Regions from separate parts of the Sus scrofa genome. Here regions 1, 2 and 3 are each linked to region 4. A link is a contact called in public Hi-C, HiChIP or PLAC-seq and promoter capture Hi-C data. All regions are on one chromosome and are shown on one strand. The core of a region is the stretch at or near the end of the contact, and the rest is flanking DNA. Distances in the headings are between cores, read along the strand shown. Region 1 holds the start of CHMP1A (charged multivesicular body protein 1A). Region 2 holds the start of ANKRD11 (ankyrin repeat domain-containing protein 11). Region 3 holds the start of SPG7 (paraplegin). Region 4 holds the start of TCF25 (transcription factor 25).

Region 1 (2,868 bases), core at 182-2,681, 140 kb before region 4:
GGCTAAAGAACCCAACTAGGATCCACGAGGTTGTGGGTTTGATCCCTGGCCTTGCTCAGTGGGTTAAGGATCCGGAGCTGCTGTGGGCTGTGGTGTAGGTCGCAGACACAGCTCAGATTCTTCATTGCAGTGGCTGTGGCTGTGGTGTAGGCTGGCAGCCGCAGCTTCGACTGGACCCCTAGCCTGGGAACCTCCATATGGCCCGGGTACAGCCTTTAAAAAGACCAAAAAAAAAAAAAAAAAAAAAAAAAAAATCCTGTTCTAAATTTGGAGACTAATTCCTGAAAGGGTTTACCACACTAACCCAGAATGAAGAACGAAAATCCTCTAGCCGGAATCTGGAACCAGAAAGGCACGTCAGGTGTGCCAGCTGAGAGCTCAGGGGAGTTTCAGGTCTGTTTGGGCACCCATCACCCATCCGTGCAAGTCCGGTCAAGGCCAGAGCCATCTGTGCCCCCTGAGCACAGGTGGCAGGCCATGTACAGACAGCAGGGAGAGCAAGGCTGGACTGGGTGTGGCCCGGACTTGAGCGGGAGGGAAAGAGTCTGAAGGGCAAAATCGGACCCGGAGAAAAGAGTTACGGGGAAAACACAACGCCTGTGTGTATGTGCGCTGGGCCGGGGCGGGACATTTCACAACCTCTATCACACCAGCCCTTAAACCTTCGAGAAAGGTAGGTACCCTCACTGTCACTGATTCTTCCTGTTTCTTGAACAGAGCAGGGCAGAGGGTCCTGAGGTGGTGCTGCGGGCAGTGGAGGGAGGTAGGAGGGCGCCAGGCTGCCCGGAGTCTGTGCCTGCACGGACACTGTCTCAACCCGTTTTCCCATCTGCAGAATGGGAGTGTACAGTTCCCATCAAGAGATGTTTTGCCTGGCTCATGACGACTGCTTCCGTCCTGAGCTCTTCCTATTTCCCTTCCCGGTGTTCTGGGGGCAGAGGTGCAACTGTCTCCTTTTCCGCGGCGCTCTGGCCGGCATCTCAGGGCCCCCAAGGGCCGATGTCCCCCGCCAGGGCCTTGGATTGGGGGATGGGGGAGATAGGAGGGGCAGGGGCAGCCGGCCGCCGAGGAGGGGGTCAGGGATCGGGGTCCCCGGTGGAGGCTCCGGGCTCCAGGGTGGGGATCGGGGTCTGGGGTTGAAGTCCTGAGTCGAGGCCCCGGGATCCACGGTCGGGGATCGCGGTCCCGGGAGGAGCCGCCGGCGTCCGCCGTCGGGGAGCGGGACCAGGCCTGGGATCGAGGCCACGGGCGCCCGCCTGAGCCTCGCCCGCGGGAGAGGCGGCCCCGCCCCGCACGCCCCTGGAGCGAGGCGGCCCCTTACCGTCCATGGCGGGTCCGGCAGCGGCAGGCCTGGCGGGAGCGGCGGGACGGGAATCTCCCAGCGGCGTCGAAGGAGCCAACCGGCGCAGGCTGGCGGCCGGGCGGGCACTTCCGGGTCGCCTCCCCTTCCGGCGGCCGGGCCCTCTCGCGAGAGCGCGGCCCCTCCCGAGGGCCGCGGCGTTGCCATGGAGACCACCGGGCCCGCGCCGCCGCCGCGGGGCCACTGTGAGTCAGCCGGCTGAGCGCCGCCGAGGGGCTCAGCCGGCGCGGGTGGCCGGCTCACCTATGGGACTTTGCGGAAGCAAACACAGGAGTCCCTGCTGTGGCGCAACGGGGTCGGTGGCGTCTCTAGCGCGCAGGGCCGCAGGTCCGGTCCCCGGCCCGGCAGAGTGGGTCCGGGATCTGATATGCCGCGGGGGCGGCCAAAAAACAAGCAACCCTCCCCCCCAAAAAAAACAAACACAAACCTGGGAAAGCGAAGGTGAAGGGCCGCCCGCCCGCCGTCCCTCGTCGCGGCCCCACCCGCGCAGGTCCTCCTGCCCCGGGTCCTCCCTGACGACCTGACAGGCTTCGGGGAAGTATACACGTGTAGGGAAGCGGAGTGACCCATGTCTTTCAGGCTATCTTATTTCATTCTGGACCAAAGCAGGAAACTGAGGAAGGATGGGCCGCGTTGCCCTGGACTCAGGAAAATATAGGTCTAATTAAGATCCGTCTATTTCAGGTGAGGAGCCGGAGAGACACATCTATTCAATCCCCAAGGCTAAGGAAAGGCTGATGGACAGGCCCTCCCCAGAGCCTGAGAGGCCTCCAGACACTGAGCCTTTGGAGAGCCCACAGCAGGAGAAAGAGGCAGCTGAGCAGGAATGGCCTGTGTCTGAAGTCCAAGGTAGGACACGCCCAGGAAGGGACAGGAGGTTTGTGACTCAAGGAGTTTGGAGATGGGTCTGAGTGAAGGGATGCTGGAGTCAGGGGGCGGGTCCTCATGACAGAAGGGTTTTGAGGTCCTGGATCCAGGAGGTGGACATCCCGAATCCTAGATGGAAGGTGTCAGTTCGAGAAAGGTTTAGGTGCGCTCCCGAGTGACGGGTGCCCTCCCCAGTCAGGAGGGCCTGGCCAGGAGTTCCTGCTGTGCTGAAAAGGAATCAGTGACGCTTATGCAGGACCAGGACACAGGTTCAATCCCTGGCCTGGCACAGTGGGCTAAGGGTCCGGTGTGGCTTCAGCTGCGGCTAGGTCACAACTACAGCCCAGATCTGATTCCTGGCCTGGGAACCCCACATTCAGGGCGGCCAAAAAAGAAAAAAAAAAAAAAAGAGCCTCACTGTGTGCCATGCAGGTCTGCCTTCATCCAGAGGGTGGGACGCCTGTGGCCCCACGGTCACCCCTCCTGCATCCCACAGGCTGGAACACAGCGGGAAGGCCGCTCCATGGAGCACAGCCCTGGGTGAGAAGGGGTGTGGGCGCTCTCTGCCTGGGCCAGGGTCACGGAGGAAAGGACGTTGCTGGGAAAAGAGTGATGCCGGTGGATAGAGTTATTCTTTTTTT
Region 2 (2,786 bases), core at 28-2,527, 250 kb before region 4:
ATACACACACACACACATACACACACACACACACACACACACACACACAGCTACCGCCCTGCCAGGGGATGATGAAATGAGGAACGGAAATTAACATTTCAGGCAACGTCTCACATTGTTCCTTGAGGCCAAGGGCTGCTGTTGCAGCCGCCGCCGCTTCCCTCCCCCCCCCGCCCCCCAGTCCCGCCTACCCTCCCCCCGAAACACCCCCGCGCCGCTGCCCCGCATTCCTGCCCCTCCGCGGGCCCACGCGCCTCCTGCGGCCCTAAAGCCCCCTCTCCCTCCAGGGCCCCGGCTCGCCCGCCCCCTCCGGCTCAGAGCCCAAAGCCGCCTGCTCCCATTTCAAAACAGCGATAATAATAGGGACGCTGGGAATAACAACTACGGCCCGCACCGCGAAGGCGCCCCTCCCGCGGGTCAGAGGTCTGCGGCCCGCTCCCCAGGTGCCCGGGGCCCCCTGCAGCCCCCCTGTCGGCCCCTCGAGGCGGCCCGGCCGCCCCGCCAAGGCCCCCTCGGAGCCCACCCTCTGCCCCTCCCGGCTGCCTAAGGACCCCCGGGTCCCCGGGCCCACCCGGAGCGCCCCGTCGGCCTCTCGAGCTCCCCAGACTCGCCCCAAGCCCACCCTCTGCCTCTCAAGGTTGTCCTGGGACCACCGTAGGCCCCCCCGGGTCCCCGGGCCCGCCCGGAGCCCCCAGTCAGGCCTCCGGGCCCCCCAGACCCACCCGCAGCCCCCCAGGCCCACCCGCAGCCCCCCAGGCCCCCAAGGCCAGCCTGGAGCCCCCCGGCGGCCCCAGGCTCCCAAGCCCGCCCGAAGTCAGCCGTCGGCCGTTTCGACTGCCCCCCAGGCCTTCAGGCCCGCCCGGAGCCCCATCGGCCCGTCAGGGCTGCCTGGGACCCCGGCCCCCAGACCCGCCGAGCCTGCAGCGCAGCTCCGCCCGGCGCGGGAGGCCTGCAGGCCGCGAAGCCGCCCCACGCCCCGCGCTCGTCCCGACCCCCGCGCGATCTCGGCTCTCACCGGTTCAGGCTCCGGCTCCGGCCCGCGGCTCAGGGGCGGCGCGCGGGCGAGGCCATGCAGCCCCGGCCCGTCCCCGGCCCGCGGCCCGAGCGGGAAGGCAGCGCGGGCTCCGAGCTCTGGCGCGGCGGCGAGGCGGCGGAGGCGAGTCCGCCCTCGGGCGGCGCCGTGGCGGTTGGGCGCTCACTGAGGGGGCGTCGGGCCGCGCGCTCGGCGACGCCTCCCCGCCTGGGGCCCTCGCTCCATCGCGCTCCGGCTCGGGCGGCCTCTGGCTCCGGGACCCGGCGGCGGCTGCGACGGCGCAGGCCGCATGAGACGCTGCCGCCCATTGGCCCGCCGTATCCGCCACCGCCATTGGCCCGCCGCAGTCGGGCTCAGGGCTGCGCACGTCACGGCGTCGGGGAGGAAGTGCGCGCGGGGCCAAGGGAGACGGCAAGATTGACAGCTTCTGGGACAGGCCGGGGCGGGACCAGAAGGAAGTCCCGGGACGGATTGGACAAGGTCGTACGACCAGGCGCACGGGACGCCGGGAGCAAGCAGCTTGAATTGGCTACCTGCATCGCGGAGGGGCGGGCCTTTGGTTCTCCGACGTGACGATTGGCCTTTCCAAGTGCCGGAAGCGGCAAGGGGAGCCGTCCAAAGTGGGTCTGGCGCGGAAGGCGCTGCAAGACAAGAACCGCGGTATCCACTAGGAGGTCAGCGGGGATTGGCCTGTAGTGCTCTGTCTGCTCACAGCAACTCGGTCTTGCTCTGGCTGCACCTGCTGCTAGACTAGGGGTGTTCCGCCGCCGGCCGCAGACCGACTCACCTCTCAGACCTCTTTTTTTTTTTTTGTCTTTTTTTTGACGTTTCTAAGGCCGCTCTCCAGGCATATGGAGGTTCCCACGCTAGGAGTCTAATCGGAGCTGTTAGTTAGCCGCTGGCCTACGCCACAGCCACAGCGACACGGGATCCGAGCCGCGTCTGCGACCTACACCACAGCTCACGGCAATGCCGGATCCTTAACCCACTGAGCAAGGCCATGGATCGAACCCGCAACCTCACGGCTCCTAGTCGGATTCGTTAACCGCTGCGCCACGACGGGAATTCCTCAGACCTCTTTCTTAAGGAGCAAATGGGAGACCCAGACGGTGCCCTCTCCTGGGGCCACGTCGGGACTGGACCAGGCTCTCACGCCTCTAGGCAGCTGGGTTTTGCCCTTCCCGTCCACAACCCACAGCTTCCCTAGGTGAAGGGACTCCCGACAGTTACAGCCAACCTGTGGGCCGACAAGCCTGTCTAAGATGTCCCAGGGATTGCTATATTTGCCATTGTAAGAATTAGCCAGTAGCAATCTCAGACTCCACCTGCTGTGCCAATCTCGATGGGAGGGAACTAAGAATTGGCATTTTTTATTTTGGTCCCTGATAATACTCATCCTTGGGAACATTTGAAAAACACTGACCTCAACCACATAGGGAATTTAAAGTAGGAAATATGAATACGGATGCAAGTGGCCTTGAAATAATCTGAAGTCATACTAAGACCAAAGAAAAGTGAAGTTCCACAGAAGCAGAATGGGTAGGAATACAGAGTAAAGACGTGCAGGCTAAAGGAAAAAGTTGTGCCCTTTAATACATTAATTCAAAAATATTGGGAGTTGGAGTTCCCATCGTGGCTCAGTGGTTAACGAATCTGACTAGGAACCATGAGGTTTCGGGTTCAATCCCTGGCCTTGCTCAGTGGGTTAAGGATCCAGCGTTGCTGTGAGCTGTGGTGTAGGCTGCAGACGCGG
Region 3 (2,700 bases), core at 93-2,592, 230 kb before region 4:
AGGGGGGCCCCTGTGCAGGTCGGGGGCAGCCACTCCCCACAACCAGCCAGGCCTGCAGCCAAGGGCCAATGCTCGGGACACTTCACTTAAAAAGTCCCCAAACCTTTCTAGCTTCACGACTGTGGGGGAAGGATGGCTGACGTGTGTCATACCTGTCACTCCTGTCACACCTGAATCCATAGGTCGGAGAGCACAGGCCCTGCAAACAGTCAAACGAGCTCTGAAATTCTGCTCATGACTCCTTAGCTGTAACCTCGGGAGCTTACTTTAAATTGCTCTAAATCTGTTTCCCTCTCTGTAAAACAGACATAAAAGGAGTCTGCACACCTGTGAAGAGTAAATGAATGTTTGACATGGCGCCAGGCACTAGGTAGCAGTTAGGAGAACTGGCTCTCCTTGAGCGACCAGGAATCTGGGGAATACAGAAAAACAGAGAAACAAGCTGAAGTGACCCTGTAACACAACCAGCAGTCTCAGAGCTAAGCATTCAAGCACCAGACCTCAGGTGGGCCGCGAAAGAGGGACCATAGGGTACGGAATCCCAAGGGCAGGATGCCTCAGACCCCTGCCCTTTCCCCAGGGACGAGAGTGGCCTACTTCTCTTGGGCTGTGATCCTGGACACAAGAGATGGGCACGACTTCCAGAGTGAGTCCGCCTGCCTCCAGGAGAAGGTTGTAACCTCTCCGAAATTAAGCATCTTGAAGGACAAGAATGCCAGCCGTCTGCTACCCTCTTCTGAAGACCCTGCTCTTACCCGAGGCCCCTTCCTCGTCCTCTAGCGCGCAGGACCTTCCAGGCACCGCCCAGGGGCCAGAGGCTGCACCAGCAAAGCCCTCCCCTGGGCAGCACCCTCCCCGCGCCAAGACCTGACTGGGTCTGCGGATCGGAGTCGGGGTCAGAGTCCTGGTCCCGGGGGGGGAGTCGGAGTTAGGGTCGGGGATCCAGGCGGGAGTTGGGGTCGAAGTCCTGGTCTGAGTCGGGGATCCGAGCAGGAGTCGCGGTCAGGGTCGCATCTGCGCACGCTCCACGCCCTTCGGGCTCTCTCGCGCCCTCCGCGGCCTTAGGAGCCGCTGCGCCAAGTCCTCCTGGGAAAAGCGGCCCGGCGCAGAGTCCTGAAGCCCTCCCTCCCGCGTCCGCCCGGCTGCAGGTCTACTCGCAGCGCTCTGCACAGTGTGGCGCCTCAAACCACCTGCGAACCTCTGCGGGATCAGAGACGCAGCCGGCCTGACTGCGCAGGCAGCCCGGACCGCGCAGGCGCCCCGAGGAGGCCGGGACCGCGCAGGCGCCCCGGGAGGCCGGGACCGCGCAGGCGCCCCGGGAGGCCCGGACCGCGTAGGTACCGCTTCCGGGTCAACATGGCGGCGCCGTGGCTGCTGCTACGCGCTCTCCGCCCGGGGCCAGGGCCCGGGCGGGGGCGACTGCGGGGCTGCTGCTCAGGCAGGAGCCCGGGCTGCTCCGCCGGGGTCGGGTGGAGGTGGCTGTACGTGGTCCACAGGCCTCCAGTGGGTTGTGTCGGGCCTGGAAGCCGAGTCCTGCAGGTGAGGTGCGGCCCCTGGCGTGGTGCTGCGGGCGGTGCCGCTCCAGCTGGCTGCCCCCGGGGGAGGGGCGTGGGCGAGGCCGCACGGCCCCGCCTTGGCGTTTTTCTAGCCCTGGTTTTGTGTGTTGCTATCTTCTGCTGCTTTTCATAGCGCTTTGGAATTGAGTCGAGTAAGACTTCCATCACTTTTTAGCAGAGCACAGTTTTGCACTTGGCTCGCATAGATCAGATGTCACCAGGTTGAATTCCAGCGCCTTCCAGATGCTCTTAAGTGGGCTTTCTGAAAGTTTTGTTTGTGAGAAAAACACCTGTAACTGTTTTACTTTTGTGCTGTAGCTTGACTTGTGAACACAAACTCATTGACTGTGTAAAGATTGTTCCAGGTCCTGTGAGGTCAACATTTCACCCTGAAACAAAGACCTTAAGTCCTGGTGCTTTTTAGCCCTCTTTTAGGTTATGTTGTTCCATTTTACCATAGTTTTAGGACCAATTTCATATTTTAATTCTATTCTAGATACCTGGCCACCCTGCCAAGGCAACTATAGATATATTGCACTTTTTGTTTTTGTTTTTTTATTTTTTTGCCTTTTCTAGGACCGCTCCTGCAGCATATGGAGGTTCCCAGGCTAGGGGTTGAATCGGAGCTATAGCCACTGGTCTACGCCACAGCCACAGCAACGCGGGATCCAAGCCACGTCTGCAACCTACACCACAGCTCATGGCAACGCCGAATCGTTAACCCACTGAGCGAGGCCAGGGATCGAACCCACCACCTCATGGTTCCTAGTCGGATTCGTTAACCACTGAGCCACAATGGGAACTCCGGTTTTTTAATTCTGTTGAGGAAAATCATATCATCTGTTGTCAGACTCTGATCATTCTATGAAGATAAAGGCCGAAGTAGGCAGTTCTCATGTACTTGTGACATAGAGCAGATTACCTCACTAAGGGCTGTAAGAGTAATCAAAGTATGTGAGGTTTAAGCAAATGGTATTTAGGGCTGACTGTGTTCTTTGTCTTGGGGAGTTTTTTTTTTTTTTGGCTCTACCCACAGCATTTGCAAATTGTCAGGCCTTGAATGGGACCGGCGCTGCTGCAGTAACTGGAACCACTGCACTTATAACACTGGATTCTTAACCTGCTGAGTCACTAGGGAATTCTA
Region 4 (2,931 bases), core at 103-2,602:
ACATGCTTTTTCCGTCCATTGTTGTGCTGCGCCCTCCCCTAATTTAGATCATGAGAGACAGAGGCCACTTACCCTGCAAGTGTTTACAACCAAACTTCCCTTGCTGAGGACCAGGCCTTGGAAAGTACAGGGAGAGACAGTGTTCAGAGCTGCCTGTTCGGGTAAGGTACTGCTCGAAGCCTCATGGCCACCGACCCACAGGAGCCAGGCAGGAGCAGTTCTGCGTGGGATGGCCGGCCCACGTTCCCAGCACAGGCGAGGCAACATGCCTGCATAAGCTGTTCGCTCCGGGGGCCAGCGATGACACAAGATCTAGTGGACATGGCTGGCCCTGCATGCTCGGAATTCTCTGGAGGGCAGTGCCCCGGAGGTCCTGTCTGAGCTGAGCCCAACTCTCAGTAGCTGGGTTGGAGGGTGGGGCAGGGGGTTGAGGCAGCAGCCTGTGCCAGTCAGTGCGATCCCAGGGCCTAGTACTTGCAGGTAACCCAACCCGCCTTGCTTCTCGGTCTCCGTCGGCAGACTTCCTCATCTGAACTCCGGAGCCACAGACACAAATGCAGATCCAGATTCTACCTGAGCCAGTTCCTTATTCTCTTAAGTCTTTATCTGTAAAAGGGGCAGGGTGGGGAGTGATATCTACCTTCCAGGAGGAGGTAAGAACTCAGTCTAGGGCCTGGCTTGGGCGCCACACTGAGTCAACCCCAGCTCAGTGCCAATTACCCACGCCAAACCACCTTAGCCTGGCACTTGCACCTCTGCAGTGCAGGGCTTCTCAAATCTGCCTGCGCATTCTACTCTCCTGAAGATAAAGAGAAAATCAATGCCAGGCCCCACCTCGGAATTTCTAGGGATTGGGCCCCTGATCATCACCGTTAGGACACACCGTAAGCGTGGCAAGCCTCCACCTCAGACCAAGGATCCCCACACCCAGTATACAGGAGAATCACCTGGGACGCAAGCAAAAAGCAGACTCCCAGGGCAGACCCGGGGTCTCCCGGGGAGGGGGTGACCCGATCCGCTGCTTGGGAAGCTCCTGCGTTTCGGAGGGCCGACTTCTCACAAGCACAGCATCGTCTGGCCGCCGGCCGTGGAGGCGACCTACCGGGACTGGGTCCCCCGGGCTTCCCGCTGCAGCCCGAGCCTCCCCACCTCGACAGCACCACCTCGCCGCCTAGAGCAGAGGCCTGAGGATCTGAGCCTGCGCGCCCCCGGTTCGCCCCGCCCGGTCCCGATGTGCGTCGCGGGCGCGCCTCCAGAACAGGAAACAGAGGCCGGCGGACCCGCCCATTCTCGCGAGAACTCGTCCGGAAGCGTACGCACCTTCTTTGATGATACCGACGACTGGGCGGGACTTCGGGAGAGCGGCACCGCGCAGACGCGACGCGCCAGCCTCGCGCCACCGCGCTGTAAGTGCGCAGGCGCGCCGGCCGCTCTCTTTTCTGCTCTTCCTTCTGCCGGTCTCCAGACGTCAGCGGCTGTTGGGTCCTATGTCGCGCCGGGCCCTCCGGAGGCTGAGGGGGGAACAGCGCGGCCAGGAGCCCCTTGGGCCCGGCGCCCTGCAGTTTGTCCTCCATGATGACGATGATGCAGAAGAAGAATGCCCACAGCAGGGGCCAGGTGGCCGGCGTGCCCGGGGCACAGGGAAGGAGGGCGTCCGCGTCAACAACCGGTTCGAGCTGGTGAGCAGCAGGGCTACCGGGGCTGGGGGCAGCGGGTGGGGGCGGCCTGCGAGGTGGCGGGTCCGTGACGTCACGGGGCGGGGCGGCGGGGTCGGAGCTGCAGTGGGGAGGGCGGGGCCAAGGGGGTGGGCGGTGGCCTGAGCCCACGGGGCGGTGCTACGTTGGGTTTGGGCTGCGGTGAGGGGCGGGGCCATAGCGTCCATGGGCGGGGTTAGTGGGTCCCCGCTGCGGCGGAGTGGGTGTGGCCGGCTCTGGGGGCGGGACCGCAGCGCGGTGGGCGGGGTCTCGGGGCTCCAACCTGGATTTCAGGGTTAAGTGCCTCCGAAGCCGAGTCATCGCAGGGCCTTCACGAACGTTCTCATCTTTTCCACACACCCCAGGGCTCATTGTCTGGCTCTGGGTCATCTCTGCGTCCCCCCCGGCAGGTGTCTGGCCCAGAGAAACGACACAGTAGATGGGAATTAAGTAACAACAACCGGGGTCTCCTTGTCGCCGGCCTCATTCTCTACTTTTGCACGTCTGTGCGGAGCGCCTGCTGCCCTGACCGCCCTGTGCAGCAGGGATGCCTGTTCCGCTGGCCTTATGTCCCCAGCACCTCGTGCCCACCCACGTAGGGACTCCACAGCTGTTGCTGCGTGTTTGAAGGCGTAGCAGTAGTTTTGAAGACCATAGAGCAACCAGCCATGCTTGTCAGCTCCTTCTTGGTCTGGCTACTGCTCCCAACTTTACCGAAAGTTGCCAAGTTACGGGCCCCTCCTGAGACAGTGGGGCGCGCGGGCTGCCAGTCTGGGCGTTGGGTGTAGAAATTGCTGCTCCTGTTCCTCTTGGGTAAGAGCCTGACCTTGTCGTTCTGGTGAAGGGGGGACTCCGTTGTTCTTCGGGTCCTCCTGACTCTTCGTTCGCCTCCTCGGAGCCTTCTTGCTTGCCCGTTTCTTGTCACCTCTTTCTTTTTAACTTTTGTATCATGGGAAGTTTCAGATATACACAGAGACGTACGGGTAACCCTCAGAGGTGCCCCTCAGCCTCCACAGTTGTTTTCCCAGCGCTTCCATCCCATCCTGCATCCTTAAGTTTTCTGTCGACTTTGGTTTTTTTTTTTTTTAATTAATTAATTTATTTATTTATTTTATTTATTTTTTTGCCCGTTCCGGGGCTGCTCCCACAGCATATGGAGGTTCCCAGGTTAGGGGTCCAGTCGGAGCTGTAGCCGCCGGCCTATACCACAGCCACGCAGGATCTGAGCCGCGTCTGC

The links. Promoter capture Hi-C pulls out the DNA fragments that hold promoters and counts their contacts. Hi-C and Micro-C count contacts between places; a contact is called where the count stands out from the background. HiChIP or PLAC-seq counts read pairs in DNA pulled down with a chosen protein or histone mark.
Region 1: a promoter capture Hi-C map of liver shows a contact between it and region 4, with 4 times the contacts expected there. The contact joins the promoter of CHMP1A here to the promoter of TCF25 in region 4. A contact is called at or near these places in 1 of 5 promoter capture datasets (liver), 1 of 47 Hi-C or Micro-C datasets (heart right ventricle) and 1 of 2 datasets of contacts at active chromatin or transcription factors (alveolar macrophages).
Region 2: an H3K27ac HiChIP or PLAC-seq map of alveolar macrophages shows a contact between it and region 4. The contact joins the promoter of ANKRD11 here to the promoter of TCF25 in region 4. A contact is called at or near these places in 1 of 47 Hi-C or Micro-C datasets (liver) and 1 of 2 datasets of contacts at active chromatin or transcription factors (alveolar macrophages).
Region 3: a contact with region 4 is called in a Hi-C map of liver, with 5 times the contacts expected there. The contact joins the promoter of SPG7 here to the promoter of TCF25 in region 4. A contact is called at or near these places in 2 of 47 Hi-C or Micro-C datasets (both in liver) and 1 of 2 datasets of contacts at active chromatin or transcription factors (alveolar macrophages).

What each region holds. Positions count from the first base shown.
Region 1 is chr6:350,441-353,308 of Sscrofa11.1, reverse strand. It overlaps CHMP1A (charged multivesicular body protein 1A), which reads right to left and starts at 1,431. Exons shown (of 7, transcript NM_001243360.1): 1 at 1,322-1,431. The coding sequence starts at 1,328. It overlaps SPATA33 (spermatogenesis-associated protein 33), which reads left to right and starts at 1,322. Exons shown (of 3, transcript XM_013994369.2): 1 at 1,322-1,687; 2 at 2,045-2,209. The coding sequence starts at 1,327.
Region 2 is chr6:454,347-457,132 of Sscrofa11.1, reverse strand. It overlaps ANKRD11 (ankyrin repeat domain-containing protein 11), which reads right to left and starts at 1,277. Exons shown (of 14, transcript XM_021097042.1): 1 at 1,016-1,277.
Region 3 is chr6:437,848-440,547 of Sscrofa11.1, reverse strand. It overlaps SPG7 (paraplegin), which reads left to right and starts at 1,342. Exons shown (of 17, transcript XR_002345286.1): 1 at 1,342-1,539. LOC102168077 (a long non-coding RNA gene) reads right to left here and starts at 1,251. Exons shown (of 2, transcript XR_002345290.1): 1 at 328-1,251; 2 at 1-199.
Region 4 is chr6:207,262-210,192 of Sscrofa11.1, reverse strand. It overlaps TCF25 (transcription factor 25), which reads left to right and starts at 1,352. Exons shown (of 18, transcript XM_021097023.1): 1 at 1,352-1,679. The coding sequence starts at 1,488.